Linked DNA regions of Ovis aries: region 1 is linked to region 2. A link is a contact called in public Hi-C data. All regions are on one chromosome and are shown on one strand. The core of a region is the stretch at or near the end of the contact, and the rest is flanking DNA. Distances in the headings are between cores, read along the strand shown. Region 1 overlaps CPN2 (carboxypeptidase N subunit 2). Region 2 overlaps TMEM44 (transmembrane protein 44).

The links. Hi-C and Micro-C count contacts between places; a contact is called where the count stands out from the background.
Region 1: a Hi-C map of skin fibroblasts shows a contact between it and region 2, with 3 times the contacts expected there. The contact joins two enhancer-like sites. A contact is called at or near these places in 3 of 16 Hi-C or Micro-C datasets (mixed tissues, skin fibroblasts and tail adipose tissue).

The regions. Positions count from the first base shown.
Region 1 is chr1:194,009,129-194,015,515 of ARS-UI_Ramb_v3.0, forward strand. CPN2 (carboxypeptidase N subunit 2) reads left to right here. Exons shown (of 2, transcript XM_004023405.6): 2 at 1-1,646. The coding sequence ends at 1,368. Among named protein-coding and RNA genes, the nearest start is that of CPN2, 11 kb to the left of the region's middle. Within about 2 kb of position 3,198, at least 22 of the 54 cell types and tissues checked have an H3K27ac peak or open chromatin away from gene starts, as enhancers often do.
Region 2 is chr1:193,773,834-193,780,087 of ARS-UI_Ramb_v3.0, forward strand. The region is part of intron 9 of TMEM44 (transmembrane protein 44); the gene reads left to right. Among named protein-coding and RNA genes, the nearest start is that of TMEM44, 39 kb to the left of the region's middle. Within about 2 kb of position 2,843, at least 12 of the 54 cell types and tissues checked have an H3K27ac peak or open chromatin away from gene starts, as enhancers often do.

The sequences.
Region 1 (6,387 bases), core at 1,948-4,447, 240 kb after region 2:
TTCGGGGGCCTGCTGGGGCTCCAGGACCTGGAGATCACCGGGGGCAACTTCTCCAACCTCAGCGCCGACATCTTCTCCAACCTGATCTCGCTGAGCAAGTTCACCCTCAACTTCAACATGCTGGAGGCCCTGCCTGAGGACCTCTTCCAGCACATGGGTGGCCTGGAGTCCCTCCAGCTGCAGGGCAACCGGCTCCAGACCCTGCCCCAGAGGCTTTTCCAGCCTCTGAGAAGTCTGAAGACCCTCAACCTAGCACAGAACCTCCTGGCCTACCTGCCCGAGGAGCTCTTCCACCCCCTCAGCCGCCTGCACACCCTGAGGCTGAGCAACAACCAGCTGGCAAGTCTGCCCCGGGGGCTCTTCAGCCGTCTGGGCAGCCTGCAGGAACTCTTCCTAGACGGAAACTCCATCTCCGAGCTGTCCCCAGAAGTGTTCGCGCAGCTCTCCTGCCTGGAGGAGCTGTGGCTGCAGCGCAATGCCATCAGTCACCTGCCCGGGTCTGTCTTCTCCGCCTTGCCCAACCTGACCTTCCTGAGCCTACAGGGCAACGTGTTGCAGACACTGCCTGCCGGCCTCTTCGCCCACTCCCCAGGCCTGGTCAGCCTGTCCCTGTCCCACAATCAGCTGGAGACAGTCCCCGAGGCAGCCTTTGCCAACCTGACCAGCCTCAGATTCCTCACGCTCTCGCACAACGCCCTCACCCATCTGCCGGCCAGTGTGTTCAGAGGCCTCGAGGGGTTGGTCAAGCTCTACCTGAGCAGCAATAACCTGACGGTCCTGCACCCCACCCTCTTCCAGAACCTGTCCAAGCTCGAGCTGCTCAGCCTCTCCAGGAATCTCCTGACCACGCTCCCCGAGGGCATCTTCGACACCAACGACAACCTGTTCAACCTGGCCCTGTATGGGAACCCCTGGCAGTGTGACTGCAACCTGGCCTATCTCTTTAGCTGGCTGCATCAGTATAGCGACCGGCTCTTCAACATCCAGACCTACTGTGCCGGCCCTGCCTACCTCAAGGGCCAGGTGGTGCCTGCACTGAAGGAAGAACAGCTGGTGTGCCCCATCACCCGGGACCACCTGGGCTTCCAGGCTCCGGGCCCGGAGGACAGGGAGCCGGGGGGCGCCTGGGATCTGGTTGCGGAGGAAAGGGCAGCCAGGAGCCGATGCACCTACAGCAATCCCGAGGGAACCGTGGTGCTGGCTTGCGATGAGGCCCGGTGTCGCTGGCTGAGTGTCCAGCTGTCCCCCAGGCAGGGCTCGGGCTCCCCAGGACTACCCATCAATGCCAGTCAGGAGTGGGACTTGAAGTCCAGCTGTGGCTCTGTGAGGGTCACTGTGTCCATTGAGGCTCTGGCAGGGGAGCCATAGGTGCAGGGCAGATGGGCCAGGACCCTAGGCAGATGGCCTCTGGGCCCAGCTGGGCAAGAGATGGTGAGAGGAGCTGAGGCTTGGGTTCTTCAAATGCGAGGGCTGGAGTTGCATCTCCAAGGTGGATAAGGGGGCATGGCTGGCTCCACCACCCAGGGGCTCTTTCATTACCCTGGTCTCTGAGAATGATACCTAATAGGACCTTCTGCAAGCTTTGCAAAGCACCCATCAAAGCTGCGTTGTGGTCTGGAGAATAAAGCAATGTGGCTCCCCTGGTGTTTTTCTGTTATTTAATACTTACCCCTGTCTCATCTCCACCCTGAGATACCAGGGCTCCGTTTCCACAAAATAGAGGCCAACCTCTCTTGACATCCAGTTCAAGAGCCAATGTCTGTTTCTATTCCTCTGCCTCAAAACGTGGTGTTTTTTTTTTTTTAATTGAAGGACAACTGCTTTACAATATAATATCGTAGATTGACGCATATACATGGAACCTAGAAAGATGGTACTGATGAATCTATTTGCAAGGCAGCAGTGGAGATGCAGAGATAGAGAACAGACTGATGGACAAGGTCATGGAGGGTGGGTAAGGAGAGGGTGAGACAAACAGAGAGAGAGGCATGGAAACATATACACTACCATATGGAAATGTGGTTTTAATTGATCAAAAGAGAAAGGGAGAGGATAAAAGCAGGGCTGATGAAAAAGATGAGGGGTGGGGTAGAGCTCTGACTTGGTGTTGAGGACTCAAGCTGCGCGTACCCACCTCCAGGGGGTCCAGGAGAAATCAGGTGACGGGGCCCCTGGGGAGGGCGAACACCGTGGCTTTGCCTGCTCAGCTGATAGGATGGCTCCTCCCTGAGGAGCGAGCCGGGAGGACAAGGAGCTGGGTGGGCGGGGACGGATGTCCTTCAGTTCTGAGCGTCTGCGCCTGTGGGCTGCTCACTCACAGCAATGGTCCTCTCTCAGCTCTCAGGACACCATCCTCTCACCCAAGTCTGGCTGCACCCCCGCAACCAGTTTTCCCCTCACCTCTTGCATGCTGGTCGCCTTCGGGTTGGCTGTCAGTCGGGTTCCCTGGGTAATTCCCATGCAGACCCTTGCAGTCAGATCCCACCTCTACGCTGATGACCTCAAATCTCCATCTTAAAAAAAATAATTTAATTAACTTATTTGTTTGTTTAGTTTTGGCAGCACTGGGTCTTTGTTGCTGCAGGGGCTTTGCCCTAGTTGCGGTGATTAGGGGCTCCTCTCTGGTTGTCTCAAATCTCCGCCTTAGGCCTGGTGTCTGGCTCCACGGTGACACCTCTCTCTGCTCAGCAACTGGTGTTCCAGCAGGACAGCCACACACATGTGTAAGCCAGACTCTGTCCCCAGCTCCTCCAGGACCCCTGCCCTGCAAGTCACCAAGCCCAGGAGCTGGGAGTGGTCTCCAGACTCTCCTCCCCTTAGTCCTCATGGCCAGCCTGTCACTGACTGCCTCTGAGTGTCCTCTGTCCGTATCTCCTTTCCCGTTCCCAGCCCGGAGAAGCTCTTGGTCTCCCTGTACTGAACCACGGCCCAGCCGCCTGCCCGGTTTCCCTGCCCACGCCTACAGTGTGGACTGGCTTGGCTGAAGTCCAGGGGTTGGGAGAAGAGAATCAGATGTAAGCAGGCTCTCCAGGAGCTCACGGTCTGATGGGAAAGAGCAGATAGGGGGTGTCTGGGATGGAAACACAAGCTTGATGGGGTGGGCGCCGAGCAGGTGCTGGCGAGTTCAGGGGAGGCAGAGGTCAGACGAGCACAGACCTCCGGAAGCTGTGTTGGATCCCTGAGCCTTGAGATTGTGCAAGCAGAGCATGAGCCAAGGGGTGGAGACAGGCAAGCGGTGAGGTCAGGGCTGAGGCCTCTGGAACAGGCTGGTTGGAAAGCAGATGGAAAGACAAGCAAGGCTGGAAAGCTAGCTGGAGTTTCGAGGGCCACGGTGAGCAGGCTGCATATTCATTATGGATGCCCAGCTGTTCCTGAAGGGCTTTATGGAGAGGAAGGTGCCGGGGTCCAGCCCCAGTGGATCCAGGGTAATTCGAAGGGGAGACGGAATAGGCGTCCTAGGAAAAAACTTATTTAATTACAGATATATAGAGAGATTAGAAACGGATAGTGTAGTAGGAAAATTAGTGGAGAAAAGGAGGCTGAAAAACTTGGTTTACGTGGAATACCAATCACCACCTACGTAGGCCACAGGCGTCTTTCCGTTCTCCCGAAGGAGAGGAGGCACTGAAGCCTCCCTGGTCCGATCTCAGAAGCCCAGGCAAAGTTAGTAGCTTTGGTGAGTACCCACGTACCAGATGGGAATTCAGCCAGAAGGGAAGAAAACGACACGGGGGAATCAGAATTTCCAGAAACTGATCCGATTTCTTTATTTTTGGGTTTGCTTATACGCCTTTTGTTACACATAAGGATGAATACAGAGTCACACGGGGGTCAGCAGTCCTGACCTTTATCAAAATCAGGTGCTTTACATAAAAAAAGATCTTAGGGGTTTTACATCATCTTCTGGCCATGAGGCCTGCTGACATTTTACAACCCTTTCTTTCTGATAACCAAAAACTTATTTTTTCCAAGGGTGTTTTTTCTTAAACCAGGCACCACCCTCCAAATAAAGTTGCATTCCTATAGGGTGAGGGTGTAGTGAGTTACAATCAAGAAAGGAATTTATTTAACCCAAGGTTAACATGATTAATCTTAAAGGTTAATACTTATTTCTCCTATATGCTTAAAGGTTAATACTTATTTCTCCTATATGTTAGTTATATTCATTATAAGGGCAGGGAATATGGAGATTTAGCAGCAAACATCAGCCCAACAAATGAAAATCCTTTCACCAATGCTTCCCTTAAGATCTATTTAGTCTTAAGTTAGTGATAAAGTTACATTTTTACATAGCAAGGACACAGTGATTTATAACAAAGTACAGTGATCTATTACAAAAGAGAAGATTCATTAACTCAAAAAGTCTAGTATTGCTAACCTTAAAAACTACTATATTTCCTTTTCTATATTCCAAATACATTGATTAATATATTCCCAGGTGCCTAAGGATATGGAGGCCCAGCGGCAATCATTGACTCAACAATGAGAAAAGCCCTATGCTAATTAAGACTCTCAAAATACTCCAAAACTCTCTGTGCTGTTTATGGTTGAGAGGTAGTAAACAGTCATGTGGCAGAAGTATGGATAATCCTGTCACACAAGCTAGTTTGCCAGCAGAGAGGTTTGACCTGAGACATCCTTGTTCTACCCAGAGCAGGGAATTAGCAGCAATTATTGGCACAACAAATGAAAAACCCTTCACCAATATAATTCCTAACCAATCCACTATACTGACAATTTCCCAAAAGAATTTGCCTTTAGTAAGTCTAAAACATCTCAGGTTGGGAGGCTGTAAACAATCACATGTGGCTGGACAAACCTATACAGGCGGGCTAGATAACCTTCAGAGGAATCTGTAAGCTGAAACACTCTTGTCACGCCCAGGAATTTTTATTGCCTTGGAGCTGCACGTTGACTCCTTCTCCGAGAGAACCGGTGGGGAACAGCCCCCCATAAAGTCAGAGGTGTAGGTGAGAGCATGAAACAGTAAAGTAGATAGACTCTGGTTTTGGGGGTAGATGCTCTGGAACAGGGGGTTTCCTGAGGCTTGATCACACCTTTGCGTATGCCAAGCCTCCTTCCTCATGACCTTTGCAATGGGTGGAGTTCCTCACCCTGGCCCCCAGCAGGAAGGCTTATGCCTGTGAAGTCTGACAGCAAGAGGCAGGGAAAACAGTGAGGACTCCTGCCTGGCTTGGGCTCAGAGCCCCAAGGGCCAGGGGCGCCAAGGAGATAGGATGAAAAGTTGTCAGGACCTGAACAGTACCTATACAAATGGATTAAAAGACTGAAATGTGAATTACAGAGATGCAGATTCAAACAATACAGGCATTGCCTTGTACCCATTAGTTGAGAATTAATATTAATAATATGGAAATGAGAAATCAGGATCATGCTCAGTGCGGACATAGCGGAGCCTCAGGGTGCCCCTGGCAGCCACTCCTCCCAGCACAGGAGACAGCCTGAGGCAAAGAAAGATTTTGGTGAGGGGGACAGGGATGGGGTGGCTACTGGAAGATGGGGGCGGGGAGGGAGATACCTGGGGTGACTCTCAGTTTTCTCTCCTGGGAGATGGGGAGGACAGTGAAGCCACTGACCATGGGCAGGTGGAGTTTAAGGGGAAAGGAGGAGAAAGATGCCAGCTTTAGGCAAAAAAGTACAACTTTGCCATCCTGTCCTGTCCAGTGATGTCCCTTTAAAAAGACGTGCTGCCTGAGAGTCAAGCCAATTAGAGTCTAAGGTGATGGAAGGTAGCCTGGCAGATTTGCCAAAGGAACAGACTTTCCCAGATTCATCTGGTCCAGTTCTCCAAAGCATCTGATTTAATAATGATTCTGACCAGCTCCTCCAGGTTGGGGAACATGGCTTCCTCAGACAGGAGGAGATCCTGAGTGACTGAGGGTCCTGTGGTGCTGGCCCCCATGCTTTTATTTTCACTGGTCCAAGTCCAGGCTGCGCTGACCGCTGGCTTCCAGCTGGTCGTGAGGGCCACTGTCTGGGGAAAGGATGGCCATACCCAGCACACAGGAGTCACATCACAAATCTCCACCAGAAGGATGCCCGCTGAGCTACAGCTCCTGGTCCAAGCGGTCTTTATGTCTACTGCCAGGAATAAAGGAGCAAGATAATCAAGCAGACATTTCTCTTAATTATATCTCCCCCCCCAAATATAACACTTTGTTAAGTTAAAATATAATAATCTTTCTCTGTGTTGAACGGTGCTGGGGAAATGGGGGAAAAGCACTGGCCAGCAGTCAGGGCAAGCTGTTTGCAGGCCTTTTAAGTTGGCTGAGCGAGACCAGAGTCACTGTGCTCTTTGAGCAGGGTTGCCAGGGTTACAAATAAGCACACACATGCTGCGTGGGACACACTTATACTAAAAAAAGG
Region 2 (6,254 bases), core at 1,593-4,092:
AACATGTGGAAGTTCATGGTTCATGTACTGTTGAAGCCTGACCTGGAGAAATTTGAGCATTACTTTGCTAGTGCGTGAGATGAGTGCAATTGGGCAGTAGTTTGAGCATTCTTTGACACTGCCTTTCTTTGGGATTGAAATGAAAATTGACCTTTTTCAGTCCTGTGGCCACTGCTGAGTTTTCCCAATTTGCTGGCATATTAAGTGCAGCACTTTCACAGCATCATCTTTTAGGATTTGAAATAGCTCAACTGGAATTCCATCACCTCACCAGCTTTGTTCGTAGTGATGCTTCCTAAGACCCACTTGACATTGCATTCCAGGATGTCTGACTCTAGGTGAGTGATCACACCATCGTGATTATCTGGGTCATGAAGATCTTTTTTATACAGTTCTTCTGTGTATTCTTGCCACCTCTTCTTAATATCTTCTGCTTCTGTTAGGTCCATACCATATCTGTCCTTTATTGTGCCCATCTTTGCATGAAATGTTCCCTTGGTGTCTCTAGTTTTCTTGAAGAGATCTCTAATTTTTCCCATTCTATTGTTTTCCTCTATTTCTTTGCATTGATCACCAAGGAAGGCTTTCTTATCTCTCCTTGCTATTCGTTGGAACTCTGCATTCAAATGGGTATAATTTTCCTTTTCTCCTTTACCTTTCGTTTCTCTTCTTTTCTCAGGTGTTTGTAAGGCCTCCTCAGGCAGCCATTTTTGCCTTTTTGCATTTCTTTTTCTTGGAGGTGGTCTTGATCACTCCACAGTGTCACGAACCTCCATCCATAGTTCTTCAGACACTCTATCTACCAGAGCTAATCCCTTGAGTCTGTTTGTCACTCCGCTGTATAACCATAAGGCAGAGAGGTAGAGAGCTGGTAGAGATAGGGAAAGAATGTATGAGAGCGGAAACCATGTTTGATCCCAAGTTAAGTGCTACAGAACTGCTTAATTAACTAAAAAAAATAGGAAGGATGAGATACTGAAGTGCACGGTGGAAGGTTTAAATGCCTCAGAGGTGCAAGGAAAATAAAAAAGGAAATCTACTTAATGAAATCTAAGACTGAACTGTAGCTGGTGTGTATCTGGCCAGTCTCAAAACTTTATGTTCAGAAAAACAAAAAAAGCCTTTATAACGGGTCCTGAGCCCAGCAGCATCTCACCACCCGAGTCCTGGGGAGGTCTCTTCTCCCTAAATATAAGGAGGGTGTTGTACAGATGGCCTCTGGGGGCCCATTCAGCTGCCAGTCTGGAAAGTGACTCTCCTCAGTGGCAGAGATACGCCTCAGAGTCTTCAGGAACAAAGAAGTTAGCGCATGACTTGGGGGCAGGTTTCAGAACACCAAAAGTGTACTTTTAGCAATGAGGTGAATTGAAATACTGTGTGCTGTGGTTCACGAAAGTGATGGAATTGTGGTCCTAAAGACAATTTAAGGGTGTATAGAAATGCTTATTCTGTGTTAAGAGAGAAAAGCAATTTGCATAATTTGATTTTTGCGTGTGTGTTTCAGAGGGCTGTTCCTTCATTAAATCATAAAGGCTCTCTTTCAGGGATAGAATTACATGCAGTCTTCAGTTTGGTTGTTTAAAAAGTTTCTATACAAAAATGAACAAATGTTGCTCCTGAAACAGGGAAAAGACTACAAAAATGTTAGTTATTTTCGCTTTTTTTCCTAAGGGGTGGAGAGAGACCTCAGTTACAAAGATTTGGATTAATCATATTTCTTAGGGACAGTCTCATCTACTACTTCCACTAGAGGGCACTCTTCTGAAATTTTAGGTTGCTGAAGATTTTGGAAAGGCGGTTTCAGGGTTTCATTTCAAACCTGGTTAGGACTCCAGCTTCTTTATTTGTTTGCTTACTTGTTTGCTTGTCTTTAAATACACTTTTTCTTTGGGAATAATTTTAGATTTACAGAAAAGTTACAAAGGTAGTGCAGAGCGTTCTTATTTACCTTCACTCAATTCCTCCTAAGATTAACACATTGCAGCACCATGCTGCATGTGTCAGAACTGAGAAATTAACATTATTCCGGTAGTACATTACTGTTACCTAAAGTACAGACTTTATTTGAATTACACCAGTTTTTCCATTAAAATGCTTATTCTGTTCCAGAATATAATCCAGTATATCACACTGAATTTAGTAATTTTTTTAAAACAAACTACAAAACTCACTGTGGCAATCACACATCACCAATTATACTTTACATGAACATGTGTATTTTCTAAAGAAAGATGAAGGTTACCATTCTTTCTTTCACCTCTCGTTTTATTTCCATTACGTTTGCAGAAGTTATGTAACTTTTTCAATCCCTATGTTGTCATCAACATTTCCGTCCTTTGCACTGTATGAGGAACCATCATTTTTAGTAATTTCGTATCTTCTCCAATTAATCTTTTTTTTTTTTCAGTTTATGTTCCCTCCAGTAGGATGTCATTAAAAAATCAATGCTGTGGAATTATAACAACTTTGTTAGGTGTAATAATGGCATTGTGCTTAGGATTTTTTTAAAGTCCTTATCTATAAGATAATACTGAAGTATTTACAGATGACATTATTTACTTTAAAATACTTAAGCCAATGAAAGCTTGGGGGAGCTAGAACAAATGAAGGAGGGTGTGTCCATGGGTGTTATTGTTTTACTTTTGTGTATGATTGAAAATCTTATAATTAAAGAGTTGTTCAAAAGAAAAAGGCGTGGCACAGCTGAAGTCAGCGGTGACTCAAGTTTTTGAAGTACATTCTGTCCTCCTGCAAAAAACGGGAAGGGCTTCATGGGGGAGGATGGGAAGGCGGGAGAAGAGGGAGGAACTGGGGAGAAGACTGTCAGGCTTCCTTTTGCCTCACCCACCCCATATTCTGCCCTCTCTCCTGCTGGGGCCACCACATCCTGCCCAGGGAGGGACAGGGAGCTTGTGTGGGGGCACAGACCAAGAACCCAGCTTTGGTGCCCCTTCTCTGCCCTCCTCAGAGTCAAGATGGGGTCTCTGCCCTTTGCCCCGGGCCTACCAGGTGCCCTGGGTGTGAGCTTGAGGCAGAGCTCTGCCAGCACAGCCTGGGCCACCTCTCTGCCTGCTCCGCCCCTTCCTCCACCTCTGGCCCAGAGTGGAACTCCACCCGCAACCCCCCACCCCCCCACACACATAGCTGAGCCCCATCTCTGGGCTAGCAGTTATCAGCAGACAAATAGAGGGGTTCAATAAAGTTTTTATAATCTTAATTCAGATAACACAGCTACACACACACACACACACACACACACACACACACAAACACACATGTCCCGGGCACTGCAGGAGGTGCCAGAGGAATGAGAGCAGATGGCAAAGTTACCCTTTAAGAACCTGAATCAGATATATTTGAGGTTTGGGGTGGAACCAACTGTACAGTAAAGGCTGATTAAAAATGAATCTTGGGTGGTAGCAAATACCCTGGAGTTTCAAAGTGAAGATTTTATTTGCATCTCTTTTTCTTAGTTTTATGGTTTCGAGTTGACTCATCTCAGCCATGTGGTTAATAAATGGAATCTTCATTGTTATGTCTAATAATAATAAATCCTAATAATAGTAATTTAAAATCTGTATAGATGATAATCTTTTTCAAGCCCTTCATAATTATCACAATTATCCTGGTGACCATTTAACTAAATTGGAGCCGCTAGTAGCTGCTGCCTTCTTGCTTGCTGAAGTCAGCTGTTCCTTTGCCTCCAGCCCAATGCAGGGCCAGGCTTCTGGCTCAAGGAGCTGATGGGCTGGCGCTGATCTCTGCTCTGCTCCGTGATGGTGGCAAACTCTATTCAACACTTTTTTTCTTTATCTCTTTTTATTCTGCAGCAGAAGTATTGGGAAGCCCTAATCTTGGAGCAGGTATGGACAATTGTGCTCTCTCTTTACTCCAGAAGGGACTTCCTGTGGCTTGATTTCAGTTCCTGTTTTTGTGAGCCCCTCTTAGATGGCTGGGCCCCTGCCAAATTCCTCTAGGGGAAAAAAATCTGAAAATAAGAGGAGAGTCTGAAAGTTGAGGTTCTTTCCAGGCTCTTTCAGTTCAGAGTTCTTTCTGCTTTGTCCAAACCATCTAGTGGGGATTCAGAGAAGATGCATGACCCAAGGAAGAAATGTGCTTGGAACAAAAGTCTCTGAACAGGAGGAAGCCCAGCAGCTCCCTAGTGGCAATGGTGCTGGGAGTGACTGAGAGAGCATAGATCAACATTCCCCCATGTTGTCACTTGGAGACCTTGGCCAGCTGGCTCCTGTCTCCCTGCCATCCTCAACTCCAAGTGACAAATGAGCACATGATTCATGACAGCCACCTGTGCCTGTCACCTCCCAGGACTTTTTTTGTTTTTATGACCAGAGAGTAGATTATCTTCTGCTCAAATTCTCTGCATGCCTGGATTCCAGCGATGTTTTTATTACTTAAAATGACATTTAAAAACACATTATTTGGGGAATTCAGAAGGAAGAGATTTAAAACATTTTTGAAGGTTTTAACCCAGTTTAAAGAGTGCCTCATCAGAGTTTCTGTTTCCTGGCAGCTGAACTGGTCAGGAGTAGCAAGGATAACTCTTAAGAAGACATTTTAGAAGCTGGAGCAGTGGTTCTGATACATCAGGGTGGCTAAGAATCACCCTAGGAGCTTGTTCAAATGCCAAGCCTTAGATCCCAAGCTACAGATGGGGTCAAGGGAGCCTTTTTGATAAGCACCCTGGGCCCTCCTGGTGAGGCTGGTCCAAAACCAGATCTAGCACTTGGGTCTCCGCTTGAAAATAGAATTCACCCAGAAACGCACTGTCCAGTCTCAGAGAACGGACCAGGCCCCTGCTTCCACTGCTAGGCAACTGGGCCTTGGAGGCTGAGGGGCCAGGGAACTCTTTTACTTGACATTTCTGATAATGTCTGGAAGGGATTTGCTTAGAGGTATACCCCCAAGTCTGCAACCACAGGTAGATGAGAAACCGGCACCAGAAGGGCCTGACACAGCCCCAGACATGGACGAGGGGCTGAGCTGCCCCAAGCAGATCAGCTCGGGCCCTCACCAGCAGGGTGACTGGGAGATGAGGTGGTCATTTTAACGCAATGCTATTTCTCATGACCAAGTAGTAGAATCAATTCAGTTATTATCAGTAAATCACGAATTAAATTGGACTCTTTCTGTTCAGAGCTACAATTTGTGTTTTATAACTGGCAGGCTGCAGGCATTGTCTGTCAAGTGACTCAGGGAGCCTTGAGGACCTTGTCCTGACCTTCTAAGGACTGGATTGTTTGATTCATGTTTGAGCAGCTGGAGGAGCATTTTTCTTGAGTGCACATCTACGCCTAGCTCTATTTTCTTGCCCAAATAGATTGTCTAGCCTGGGCTGACACATCCTACATGGCCTTTGCTTATTGTTTCCTGGGTCTTTTGATACCTCAAATGCAGCCTTGTGACTCAGAATCACCAGTCATAGAAACTCAGAAATGAGAGCTCATGTTATCTAGTTCCTGATTCAGACTCCCAGTTCACACAAGGAGAAATTAAGACCCACAGAAGAGAATTGAGCCTGACCCCCACATACCTCTGTGGCTGGAATCAGTAAGGATTCCCTTGCTTTTGGCCCGCATACAGAGCTTTCTCTCTTATCCATCCTATTAGAACAATAGGAAGACTTTGGTACCGCATCATCAGTACCTGTGTGCTCACCTTTTTTTTTTTTTTAACCTTTTACCCCTACTCCTGCAAATTTCGGTTTCCCATACTTGTCTGAGTCAGTGATTAAATATTCCCTGGCACTGACCACCACTCTGGATTAGGTTTTAAGTGTTTGTTTTTGATGAGTTAGCTGACCTCAAGTTCAGAAGAAGCACCATATGGGGGGCGGGGGGCAAGGGTAGACTAGTGCCCTACTCTTAAGGGGCTCTGTTATCTACCTGAGGACAAGGCAGACACTCAGGCAAGGGGCAGGACCTCCCATGATCAGCCGCAAACCAGTGATACAAGCAGTACAGAGAAGAGGGTAAGAGCTCAGTGGGTGTCGTGGTAGGCTTCTAGGAGGAGGAGAAACTTACCCAGGCCATAAAGAATAGGTTGAGTTTTCCTGGTCTTTTCTGGGAATGAGTCTCGCATAGAGATAGAAATTCTCTGGATAAAGGGAACATGCCTCAGGCTCACTGGAGAAGGACTTGGTGAAGGCAGGGGGAACAGAGAACGGGAGGGGAAGTAGGGCTATCTATTCAGGGTAGCTGTCCATTAATTCCTTGATTTAGAGTTATACTTGCCCT